Linked DNA regions of Mus musculus: regions 1, 2 and 3 are each linked to region 4. The links are chromatin contacts, called in public promoter capture Hi-C maps. All regions are on one chromosome and are shown on one strand. Each heading gives the region's core, a stretch centred on a gene start, on an enhancer-like site or on the middle of the called end of the contact. The rest is flanking DNA. Distances are from core to core; before and after follow the strand shown.

What was found. Promoter capture Hi-C pulls out the DNA fragments that hold promoters and counts their contacts.
Region 1: a promoter capture Hi-C map of embryonic stem cells shows a contact between it and region 4, with 2.9 times the contacts expected there. The contact joins the promoter of Ctdspl here to the promoter of Exog in region 4. A contact is called at or near these places in 6 of 39 promoter capture datasets (cranial neural crest, embryonic stem cells, erythroid cells and 3 more), 1 of 15 datasets of contacts at CTCF or cohesin (embryonic stem cells), 10 of 484 Hi-C or Micro-C datasets (B cells, the G1E-ER4 cell line, LSK cells and 5 more), 2 of 115 datasets of contacts at active chromatin or transcription factors (embryonic stem cells and forebrain) and 2 of 9 other capture datasets (adipose tissue and embryonic stem cells).
Region 2: a promoter capture Hi-C map of embryonic stem cells shows a contact between it and region 4, with 2.1 times the contacts expected there. The contact joins the promoter of Csrnp1 here to the promoter of Exog in region 4. A contact is called at or near these places in 3 of 39 promoter capture datasets (the 3T3-L1 cell line, embryonic stem cells and hippocampal neurons) and 2 of 9 other capture datasets (liver and pancreatic islet).
Region 3: a contact with region 4 is called in a promoter capture Hi-C map of pre-B cells, with 2.6 times the contacts expected there. The contact joins the promoter of Rpsa here to the promoter of Exog in region 4. A contact is called at or near these places in 3 of 39 promoter capture datasets (hippocampal neurons, liver and pre-B cells) and 1 of 115 datasets of contacts at active chromatin or transcription factors (large pre-B cells).

The regions. Positions count from the first base shown.
Region 1 is chr9:118,925,253-118,927,952 of GRCm38.p6, forward strand. It overlaps Ctdspl (CTD (carboxy-terminal domain, RNA polymerase II, polypeptide A) small phosphatase-like), which reads left to right and starts at 1,284. Exons shown (of 8, transcript NM_133710.3): 1 at 1,284-1,688. The coding sequence starts at 1,610.
Region 2 is chr9:119,982,343-119,985,042 of GRCm38.p6, forward strand. Csrnp1 (cysteine-serine-rich nuclear protein 1) reads right to left here and starts at 1,437. Exons shown (of 5, transcript NM_001357562.1): 1 at 1,277-1,437. It overlaps Gm33800 (a long non-coding RNA gene), which reads left to right and starts at 1,503. Exons shown (of 4, transcript XR_871355.3): 1 at 1,503-2,700.
Region 3 is chr9:120,126,363-120,129,062 of GRCm38.p6, forward strand. Rpsa (ribosomal protein SA) reads left to right here and starts at 1,404. Exons shown (of 7, transcript NM_011029.4): 1 at 1,404-1,468; 2 at 2,095-2,260. The coding sequence starts at 2,128. LOC115485682 (a small nucleolar RNA gene) reads left to right here and starts at 2,418; the gene lies at 2,418-2,573.
Region 4 is chr9:119,443,658-119,446,357 of GRCm38.p6, forward strand. It overlaps Exog (endo/exonuclease (5'-3'), endonuclease G-like), which reads left to right and starts at 1,303. Exons shown (of 6, transcript NM_172456.4): 1 at 1,303-1,493. The coding sequence starts at 1,331.

The DNA of each region.
Region 1 (2,700 bases), core at 34-2,533, 520 kb before region 4:
TTTCCAACTTTGTAGACGCTCATCGGTGAACACGCGGCTTGAATGGTGCCAGCGCCGGGATCGCACCGGCGTGGAAAAGTAAGGAAGTCCCAGCAGGCCTCCCCTCTTGAAAGCCACCCGGGGAGAGGCGGGTAGGGGAGTAGGGGGCAAGTGCGCGCGCAAACTGGCGAATGGGCGGAGTTAGATTGTCTTCTCCAGCCCGTCTGTCAGTCACGAGCTTCAGCTCCGCCCACACAGCGGTAATTGGTGAGGAGCGCGCGCGAGCGCCCGCGGCCCGCCCCCTTCAGCACTGCCCCCGCCCACCGGTTGACAGGGCTGCAAGTGGGGCCTGCAAGTTGGAGCAAGAAGGTGCGTGCGGGTGCCGAAATGCTCAGACCCTCCGAAGCTGATGGGCACCTGCTCACACCCAGCTTTGGCTGTCACCCCAGACCTGACAGCAGCCCGATGCTCATGTACTCGAGTCCTGGCCCAGCTCTGCTCCTACAGGCCCCTTTCCACTCCATCAGCCACCTACAGCCTCTTTTCTGTCTTTAAGTGGCTGAACCCCTCGCCGAGGTGCCCACAGTCTCATGTGCCAAGAGGTCTAGCCTCGAGGACGCACTGTTCTGCACACCGACTCTCGCCCGGGCTGCTTATGCGGACTACACAGTGTGAGCCCGGTCTGCAGACTCTCCGCGCACCTCTCATCGCCTCCTCACCCCCAGGCCCAGCATCCCCTATGGCTCACCTCACAGCCTAGCTCTACATTACCCCAACTCTATGCCCGAACCCCGATGCAGCCTCGCTCCCTGCTCCCCTGCGGAACCCTCCATTCCCAGTTTGAGCGTCAGGACGTCCCTCACCCGGAACCCACTACCGACTGCAATCTTCTCCCACGGTACCTGGACTCGGGGTGAATAAACCTCCCCGGGCCTCAGCCGGCGATCCCGCTGCACCCCGGGCTTCCGCCGAGCACTCCCCGCGCTTCCATTCCGCGCCGCGCGGCCCACACCTCGATCGCTGAGCTTGCTCTATCTCCCAGGCTCCGCCGCACCCTCCCACCTACCCCGAGGCCCTCTGTGCCCCGCACGCGCGCGCCACCGCCCCAGACCACACCCCGCACGCTGTGCCCCCCGACTCGGCCCCGCACCCCTCTCCCCGGCGGGCGGCGGACGGCGGGCGGGCGGGCAGCGCCGGCGGCGGTGGAGGCCAGTCCTCGGGCCGGGACACACCCACCCGCCCGCCCTCCTCGCTTTCCTCCTTCCCTCCCCCTCGCGCTCCCTCTCTCCCGCCCTCCCGCCCTAGCTCCGCGCTCGCTCCTTCTCTCCGTCGCCTGCTCGCGCTTCCCGCGGCGCCGGGCCTCCCGCTCCGCCTCCCCGAGCGCGGCTCTCCCGGGCGCGGCTCCGGGGTTCATGCTGACGAGGCGGCGGCCGCTTCAGCCCAGCGGCGGCGGCGACGGCGGGAGCTGGGGCGCGGGCCCCGGCCGCCTCTCTCGGAGCGCGGGGCCGGGCGGCGGCGAGCGCCCCACCGCGCCGCGCCCCTGCGCGCCCCCTACGCCGCGCCCCCGCGCGCCCCCCGCGCCTAGCCTGCGGGGGGCCGGGCCTGCGGGCGGCCGGCGCGGCGCGCACCCATGGACGGTCCGGCCATCATCACCCAGGTGACCAACCCCAAGGAGGATGAGGCCCGGTCGCCCGTCGCGGGCGAAAAAGGTGAGGAGGGGCACGGGCAGCTGCCGCGGGGGGCGTGAGTGCACCCGGCGTCGCCGGAGTTCTCGGTGTGCGCCCGCACGGGCGTGGGGGAGGGGTGTACCGGGCCAGGAGGGTGCGTGGGTGTGGGGTGCGCCTGGAGCAGAGGGAGGCTGGGAGGGTGCCTGTGCCAGCTGAGCTCGTGTGAGTGTGCATGAGCGGCTGAGAAGTTGGGATCGGATGTGTGCACTGCACAGAGCTGTTTTAAGTGTGCATGCAGTGCGTGAGACAGGTTGTGTGCACACCTATGTGTACGCGCAGGCCAACTGAGAGATTATAAGGGCGTGAATGCTTTTAGCAGATTGTGTGTGTTCCTGACAGGCTGTGAGTTTGTGGACTTAATGTGGAGGTCTGTATGCCTCTGACTGAGAGGTGGTGATCGGTGTGCAGAGCCTGAGCGTGTGGACCTTGTGTGTGTGTGTGTTCACTCCTGATGGAGTTGTGTGAGAGAGAGAGAGTGTATGAATGTATGCCTACGCTATCCTACTGTCAGAATGTACTGTGTCTCTTTGCTGTTTGGGTGTATGTGCATATCTGGCTTTGACCAAGATCCTGTGTACACAAGTGCACACATGCTTGTGCCTGTTTGTGCATAACACAGAGAGGCCATGTCTTGAAAATATTTAGTTGGTTGTGCAAGTGGAGGAGAGAGGCGAGGAGCAGCGCCGTCCCCACAACACCACACACACATACACACAAGCACATATGCACACTTCCTTTTTAGCTTGTCTCCCAGCCACCAACCAGCCTGTCAGGAACTCCACCGCCTGGCATCTCCGGCCTCTTGTGGGTGGGGGGAGCTCTACGCAGCACTTGGCAAACGCTTAGTGGCTTAGTGCGTTAGAGCTGTCCCCTTTGGGGTAGTTGGTCAGGGGCTAACCAGGCAATGCCATGCTGCCTGCATCTGGTTTGTTTGGGGTCTATTCCAGCCCCGTCCCTTCCCCTGTTTACTTTTTGCTCTTTCTTGGTATGTTGA
Region 2 (2,700 bases), core at 187-2,686, 540 kb after region 4:
GGGTAGAACTGGGGACGAGGCAGGCTCCTCTGAAGGAGGGATGTTGGCAGAGTTCCAGATTGGGGGGGGGGGGTCACACTGCATGGTACAGGGACTGGAGCAAGGACAGCCAGTGCGCCTTCTGGTGGCGATGCAACTAAGAGGGCCTGTGTTAGCCCGAGGGCACAGGAAGCCACCCAAGTGCGTAAGTAAGGACTGACAATTCTAGATTTGCATGGTTGAAAGATGGCTCAGCGCCTGAGCCAGAGAGGGTGTGACCCGTAGGACACAGGGTAGGGCCAGGTGAACTGACAGGACAAGCGCAAAGGAGAAAAGGGGGTGGATTTGGTGACAGCTCGGGAGATGTGGGCGGGGCTGTCAAAGATTTGGGGGCAGAGAGTATTGACTTACTCTCTGCAGAAGGCTGAGACTTCGGTCCAGAGATGTTGGGTGGGTAGCTAGAGAGGAGGGAGGAATTCTCTGTTGTCAGGAAGGTGGGCTACATCTGGGAGTGACTGTATCGGCAACCCGAGTGACTAAGTGTGTGGCCGTTGCTGTGGTGTAGGCTTTTCTACAGTACATGAAGGCGAAAGGACCTCCGGGAAGGGGAAACTGAGGAAGGAGAGGAAATGCATGCAGAAGAGGGAGTAGAGGTGCGTGGGAGAGAGCCTACGTGTGCCCGCGGGTGGTCGGTGTAGCTGCGCCCCGGTGACTCACGGCAGTGGCCTCTGAGTGTGACGGTGACAGGTGAACATACGACACAATCCTTCTCCCCCCCGCCTCCCTCCCGGGGTCCGTGACTCACCAAGCCTCGCTCATTCCTCACTCATCCCTCCAAACCCTCCCTGACCCCCGCCTGCCGAGGGCGCCCGGCACACGCCGCAGCTCGGGCACCCTCCCCCTAGGGAGCCCGAGGAGGAAGACGACCAATGTCACCTGCCCCGGCCACGCGAGTAACTTCTGAAAAGTTCTCAGGCAACTAGGTCAAAAGGAAACTCACCCGCGGGCACGCGCGCCCCGTCCCACTGCCACCTGCGCCCGGCTTTGGGGCGCCTGGACATCTGGGGTAACCACAACGAGGCGGGGGAGGGGAAGCCTGCCCCCCCCCCGCCACCTCGCAGCCGTGGGCTCTCACTCCAGGCGCCAGATCTCCAGTCGGGCTCGGAGGCCGGATCCCGGCGTCCCCTCCGGAGGACCCAAGGGAGATCAGCGGGGAGCTGGAGTGACAGCGCCACTCACCCGAGACGCCCCCTGCCCCATTTCCCATCCCGCCGCGTTCAGGAACCGTGGCACTCACCTAAGCTAGCAGGGCTCGCCCAGTTCACCGAAGCCACTCGTGTGCCGGCCCCAGGGTCGCAGCGCACACAGCGACCCGCAGTGCGCTCGGCCGGGCGGCCGTCGGTGCAGCCGGCCCAGGTCTGCGCGTCCGGCGGCGGCGGGAGAGACTGGCTCAGCCCCGGCCCCGCCCGCGGCTCCGCCCTCCTCGTCAGTGGAAAACTCCGGGGCTCACGGCGCTGACGCACGCCGGGCCTCCCGCCAGGCCGCCCCGCAGCCCGCAGCCTTCGGCCCCGCCCCGGAGGCACCGCCCCCTCCCCCGCCTCGAGCCTCCCCGCGGACTGTGACCGGGCCGCGACGCCGCTGCTCCGCGCTCGGCTCCTAAGATCGCGGAGCCGAGCTTCGTGCAGAGCCGGGTCCTAGAGATGCCCGCTTCTCCACGCCGAGCAGTCCCGAGCTGCAGACTGGGTAGACTGAGGCTGCGAGCGATGGAAGCTCCTCCCCTGCCTCCACCCGCCCAGGGCAGATTATTATCAATTCAATCTGAGGACCCTTCCCCGGCCCTCACCCCACCTCTTTTTCCCAGATCCCGCAGAAAGTTAGCTCAGACTGGAGACCAGCCAGGGATGAGGAGAGAAGAAAAGGTCATCCTAGGGCCTGGCCTTCACCTCTGCCCTCGGGCCAGAGCCCTTACTCCGAACAATACCTAAAGTAGAGATTGCTGGAACCAGCTTCCCCACCCCCATCCCTCCTTAAAAAAAAAAAAAAAAAGAATCTGGTTTCTCCTAGGCCGGACCCTGGCTACTTACAGCGGATTGCTGCCTCCTCTGCTCCCGCCAAGACCTTCCTTAGGCTCGCAGCCAACTCCCTGTACTACTAGGCAGAAGAAAGTGTGTTCTAGCAGTCAACTTCTCTCTCAGGAGCCCACCCGAGTCCTCGTCAGCCCACGGCAGGGCCAGTTCGACCCAGTACCTAGAGCGCTTTTCTCTCCCGTTCTGACTGCACCGCCTGGAACGTTTCACCCTCACTCTGCTCACCTGAGGGAATCCCAACAACGTCTAGGATGGCTCAGCAAGGACTGCCTCCTCCTCCTGGAAGCCTTCGTGGAAGCTCGACCCTCCCCCTCCCAGCCCCGCTCCCGCTGCATTCTGGGTTCTTCTGACTGTCCTAGATGAATGCTGTCAGTGGCTAGTCCAACCCTCAGGATTCCATTCTCCCCTCCCCCGGGTGTAGTAGGGAGGTGACCTTCTGTCCTGCCTAAATGGCACCGAGGGTGGGGAGGATGACGGGCCCTTTCTTCAGTCTTCAGTCCTGGATGTACATGTGTACAGAGGACAAGCAGAGTGGGGGTGGGGGAGTCAGCCTGCCCTTTATCTGTGGTAATCTGGGGTCTGAGATCCTCAACACACAGCTTTGGTACACAGAAGCTGCCGGGTGGCTGAGTCT
Region 3 (2,700 bases), core at 154-2,653, 680 kb after region 4:
CCCAGCAGCAGTTAGCTTTTCACCATCCTTTCTGTCTAGATAATACCCAAAGACAAATCCTACAGGGACAAGTATATGAACCCAGTGCTCACTTCTAAGCTGAAATAAGGTCATCTTGACTGCTTCAGCCTGGTACCAAGCGTGACCAAGGACAGCCGCAGGGAGCTAGGCCACTCTATTTTTTCTTTTTTTTAAAGACAGGGTTTCTCTGTGTAGCTTTGGCTGTCCTGGAACTCATTTTTGTAGATTAGACTAGCTTTCAACTCGTAGAGATCTGCTTGCCTCTGTCTCCTGAGTGCTGGCTAGGATTACAGGCATAGGCCACCACTACCTGACCTGAACATACCACTTAATAGATTTTAGAATATTCTGTTTTACTTAACAAGATATCTTGATACACATTCACGATGTGGCAAGTTAAATGCTTTGTTCTTTTTAGTTTTACCGTTTTATATTTATTTTTGAGACAGAGTATGACTATAGCTTCAAATTCATGGTCCTCTTGCCCCAGCAAGAACTGAAGAAACCCAGAGCCTTTCGATGTTAGTACTCTACCACGGAGCTGCACCCACACTCCTCTGGGTTTTTGATCTATTATTTTTGTTGTATGCATATATGGTTATCCTTCAGTATCTGTGGGATTTGTTCCAGAACCACCTATGGATGCCAAACCCATAGATGCTCAAGTCCCTAATATAAAATGGTCTGAGCTGGGCGTGGTGGCACACGCCTTTATTTAGCCCCGGCACTCCGGAGGCAGAGGCGGGCGGATTTCTGAGTTCGAGGCCAGCCTGGTCAATAAAGTGAGTTCCGGGACAGCCAGGGCTGTACAGAGAAACCCTGTCTCGAAAAACAAAACAAAACAAAAATAGTCTGGTATTTTCTAATAACCACAACCCTCCCACAGACTCCAAGTCATCTCTAGATTACTTGAGACATGGAATACAGTAATAAACGCTTTGTAAATAGATGACGCATCCAAATTTCTCCCTGCTCCCTTCAACACTTTTGTAATATCTTACTGGGTAACTACTATTTTGTAGTTCTCAAATGTAGGAAGGAGCCAGTACCAGAGGGGCAGGCGGGTGTGTGCTCCTGGAGTTAATCCTGACATAGGTGGCCCAGCTTGAAGCCTATTCGTCACTCAGCGGACCAAAAGCTACGGACTTTCCACGCTCGCTCCCCCCCCCCCACTCCCCCCCCTCGCCCCAGCTACTTCCGGCCTGGGGTCTGTGCAGCGACTGCAGCCGCGCAGGCGCGGGCCACTTTAACTTCCGCTCCGCGCGCGCTACAGCGGGCCCACTCACTGAATCTGCGCGTGCGCCAGAGGCTTTTTCCGGAGCGGAAGTTCTCCCTTTTTGCTTAGCCTGCTTTGCCATTGGCTGGCTGTGGGTTATTTAAGGACGTCATTTCCGGCCGCCCGTCCTTTCGCGCTACCCGGGGACGGGTCCATACGGCGTTGTTCTTGGTGAGTCTCACGTGGAGCCCTCGGCGTCTCCGGACGCCGCGGGACGCGCGCTTACTAGCTTCCCGCGCCATGGGTGGGCGCGGAGGGCGCCGAGGCTGCGTGTGCCGGGGCGGCTTGGCTCCTGGCGGCAGCGCCACGTGCTGGCCCGCAGTTAGGTGGGGCGGGCGCCACTGCGGGGCCCTTCTGCGGTTCGCGCCACGCTCGAGGGCCCTGTCGGCAAGATGCTGGGAAAAGTGCTTGTGAGGCGCATGGAGATGGGACGGGAACTGCCGGCCAGTCTCGAAATACAACTCCCGAAGCACCCCGATCATGGCCGCCTTTGCGCAACTCTCGGTGCAAAGAAGCAGCTATACTTAAGTAGCTATCCTGTAGTCAGTGTGCCTGCGGAGGCGCTAACTTCAACTGTCCAGTTTTTCTATATGTGCTCTGCTGACAAAGTCACTTTCCTTAGTGACTAGGTGGCCAGAAAAATCGAAAGGCAAGGAGGAATAAGAACACAACCCATTTCAGCTCAGATGATGTGCTGCGCCTAGTGGCATACGCCTTTAGTCCCCCTCTCAGGAGGCAGGGCAATCTTGTGAGTTCTAGTGTCAGAAGAAAAAAGATGAATTTTATTCCTTTTTTAGATTCCCATCGTAACTTAAAGGGAAACTTACACAATGTCCGGAGCCCTTGACGTCCTGCAGATGAAGGAGGAGGATGTCCTCAAATTCCTTGCTGCGGGAACCCACTTAGGTGGCACCAACCTTGACTTTCAGATGGAGCAGTACATCTACAAAAGGAAAAGTGACGGTCAGTTGCCACCTGTGATAGTCAGTTCCTGACTATGGTGCTCTAATGGGTATAGTGCCTGGTAACTGAATGGTTGGTGTTGGAGTGCTACTCTGGCTTGTGATGTAACTAAGAGGATGTGTGGGAAGGGGCCAGAGGTCATGGAGGACTGACTGACCCTGCACACTATTAAAGCTCAGAGTGGAGGCCAGTCTTGGCCAGTGAACTTCTGAGTGTCGGAAGTGTGCTACATTGAATTTATGGCAGGATTTTCGCTAACACCAGTAGAGCTTGCCTCTATGACTGGAGTTTGGTAGTGGTCACTGCCACATGCGTATGCCTTACCTTCCCACAGTGTCCATTCACAAGGCTATGAGGCTAGCAAGCCTGTCTGGGACACCCACTTTAAACTACTTGTTGCTGGGTGTGGTGGTTTCACACCCTTTAATCCTAGTGTTTAG
Region 4 (2,700 bases), core at 53-2,552:
AGTCTATTAAACACGAATATTCTTCTTTTTACAAAAAATAATTTACGGTCTTCAGAGTGAGTTCCTGGACAGCCAGGGCTACACAGAGAAACCCTGTCTTAAAAAAAAAAACAAAAATAATAACAATTTACTTAATTTTATTTTATGTGCATTGGTGTGAGGGTGTCAGTCATGAGCTACCATGTGGGTGCTGGGAATTGAACCCAGACCCTTTAGAAGAGCTGACAGTGTTCTTAATCACTTAGCCATTTCTCTGGACCTTATGTTCTCCCTTTGTCAGTGGGCATTTGCCCATCAATTTTGTCTAAGACCAATTTGAGAGGTCCCATAAAGTGGCTAACATTTACAGTGTTACTTGACGGCATGCATCCCGTGTATACCACCTTAGTCCTGAGATGAATCCCTATCGTCTAAGATGATGATTTTAACTTCTTTTTTGAGACAGGGTCTTGCGATGTAGCTGAGACTCATTTGGAACTCACTATGTAGTCTAAGCTGATCTGGAGCTCAGAAATTCCTTCCTTGTCTTTGCTAGCGCTGGGGTTACAGATCGGCTCCACCAAGCCCAATTACAGTTTATTACATCGACTTATTTATGTCTGGCTGTACATACCTGTGCATGTAGGATGGCAAGCCCATGCCTGTGACGGTGAGAGGACAGCTTTCAGGAGTCAGTCCTCTTCTACCAAGTAGGTTCCAGGGACTGAATTCAAGTGTCAGTTTTGGTGGCAAGCACCCTTACTGATGAACCATCTTGCTTGTCTAGGCACAAATTAAAAGAGATAACATGGACTGACACACTGGACTAGTTTGGTAAGGATTTAACTTCTGAGCTCTGGCCCATCCAGAGTCTCTGGCTACCATTGAGTACTGTTTTCCCAGGAAACTCGATAGGTGGTACAAACACTCTGATGTGTATTTTGACTTTGAAGCAAGTGCCCCAAACAGTCCAATGGGGTACAGGTTTTGGAATCACATCGAGTTGGATCCCAGGTTAGGAGATCTTTGATGGATCATGAACAAGCATTTACTCACTATTAAATGGGACTAAAGACAATTTCTTCAGAGGACAGTACACACACACCATTAAATTGACAAGCTAGGACACTTAACCCATCCATTAACTGGCCAGGACCAGGGATGGAGGTAGGCGTGCCTCCCCTGCTGGACTCTAGGGGACGCGCGAGACCCTCAGCAGCGAAGGCCTCTGGGAGGCGGTTCGGGATGGCGCATGCGCGCCTGGTTCCGGAGCCGGCGATTGGACCATTCCGGCCTCGGAGCCCCCGCGTGCGCATGCGTGGCAGAGACAAAGTGCTGGCGCCCGCGAGTCATGGCTGCAAAGAGCTTCGCTTCCCGTCTCAGGGACTCGCGGCGATTTCTGAATGGCTTCTTGGCCGGGGCTGTAGTGGGCGCCGCGGGAGCGGGGCTGACGGCGCTGCAGTTTTTCCGGCGTCCGGACGCGGAATCCGCGAAGCTGGCGAGGCAGCCACACGGTGAGTCTGCAAGCCTAAGCCGGCTCGGTTCCCCACTGCTCCCCCAAATTCTTCACCTGGCTGCGGGCTCACACGTCACCACCCCTCCATCCTTAGCTCCACCCCGAGCTGAGACTCTGTTTGTTCTCCACCTTAGGTGCAGCACAGTGCCTGGTACAGAATTGGCCTTCAGTAAGTGTCTTAGTTTCTTTTCCTGTTGCTGTGACAACGTATACCTGACAGAAGCAACTTAAGGGAAGGGTCTGTTTTAGCTCCCCGTTCGAGGTGCACCCCATCGTGGCGGGGAAGGAGCTCGAAGCAGCTGGCCACGTCAGGAAACGGACGAATGCGTGCTGCCTTTTGGCTCCCTTTTCTCCCAGTTTATACAATGTGGCCACGTCCCTCCACTGTCAGGAAACGGACGAACGTGCTGCCTTTTGGCTCCCTTTTCTCCCAGTTTATACAGTGCGAATCCCAGTCAGGGAATGGCCCAGCCCATAATTAATCTGGGGATCCCCATATCATTTAATACAGCCAAGATTCCCCCTCTCCCCATAGGAATACCCGGAGGCCTGCTTCTCAGGTGTTTCTAGATTCTGTCAAATTGACAACATCACAACAAGAATGTTTGAAGGCGTTTCCGTAAAGAATATCTGCTACCCAGTCTTCCTAGTATGTACATCCTTAAATTTACGGGGCATCTTATCTTTAGACAGAGAAGTGAGCACAGACCCATCTCATTCCAGGACGTGCTGAACCACCCGCTTCTTTTGACACTTGCCATTGTGCCAGAGGACTGCTCTGGGGAGGCATGGGGAGGAGTCACTTGGAAGCAGCTCCGGGTTGAGTCCTCTAGGAGGAAGTGTCAGTTTCTTAGCCCCACTGCAGTGAAGGCTGCAGTCTGTCTTTCCTTGAACTGAAACACTGGGGAAGTATCAGTGAGGGACAGTGTGGGTGGGCTTGTTTGCTCTGTTTTTGCTTTGAGCCAGTACTCACTGTGACCCAGCCAGGCATGAGACATGGAGAAACAGGTGTGTGCACCCACTCTTGGAGTTAAGGTCTTTTAAAAAACGAAATGGATACTTAACCTGGCAGCTGATATATCATGTTGATGAAAAACTAAAATGATGGCCATTTTTGTCTCTATTAGTCGCAAGACGTTCCCATTCACTTTTATACTTGTAGCACTATGGTTTTCCTTTGAATTCTCCCCCCACCCCCCATACAC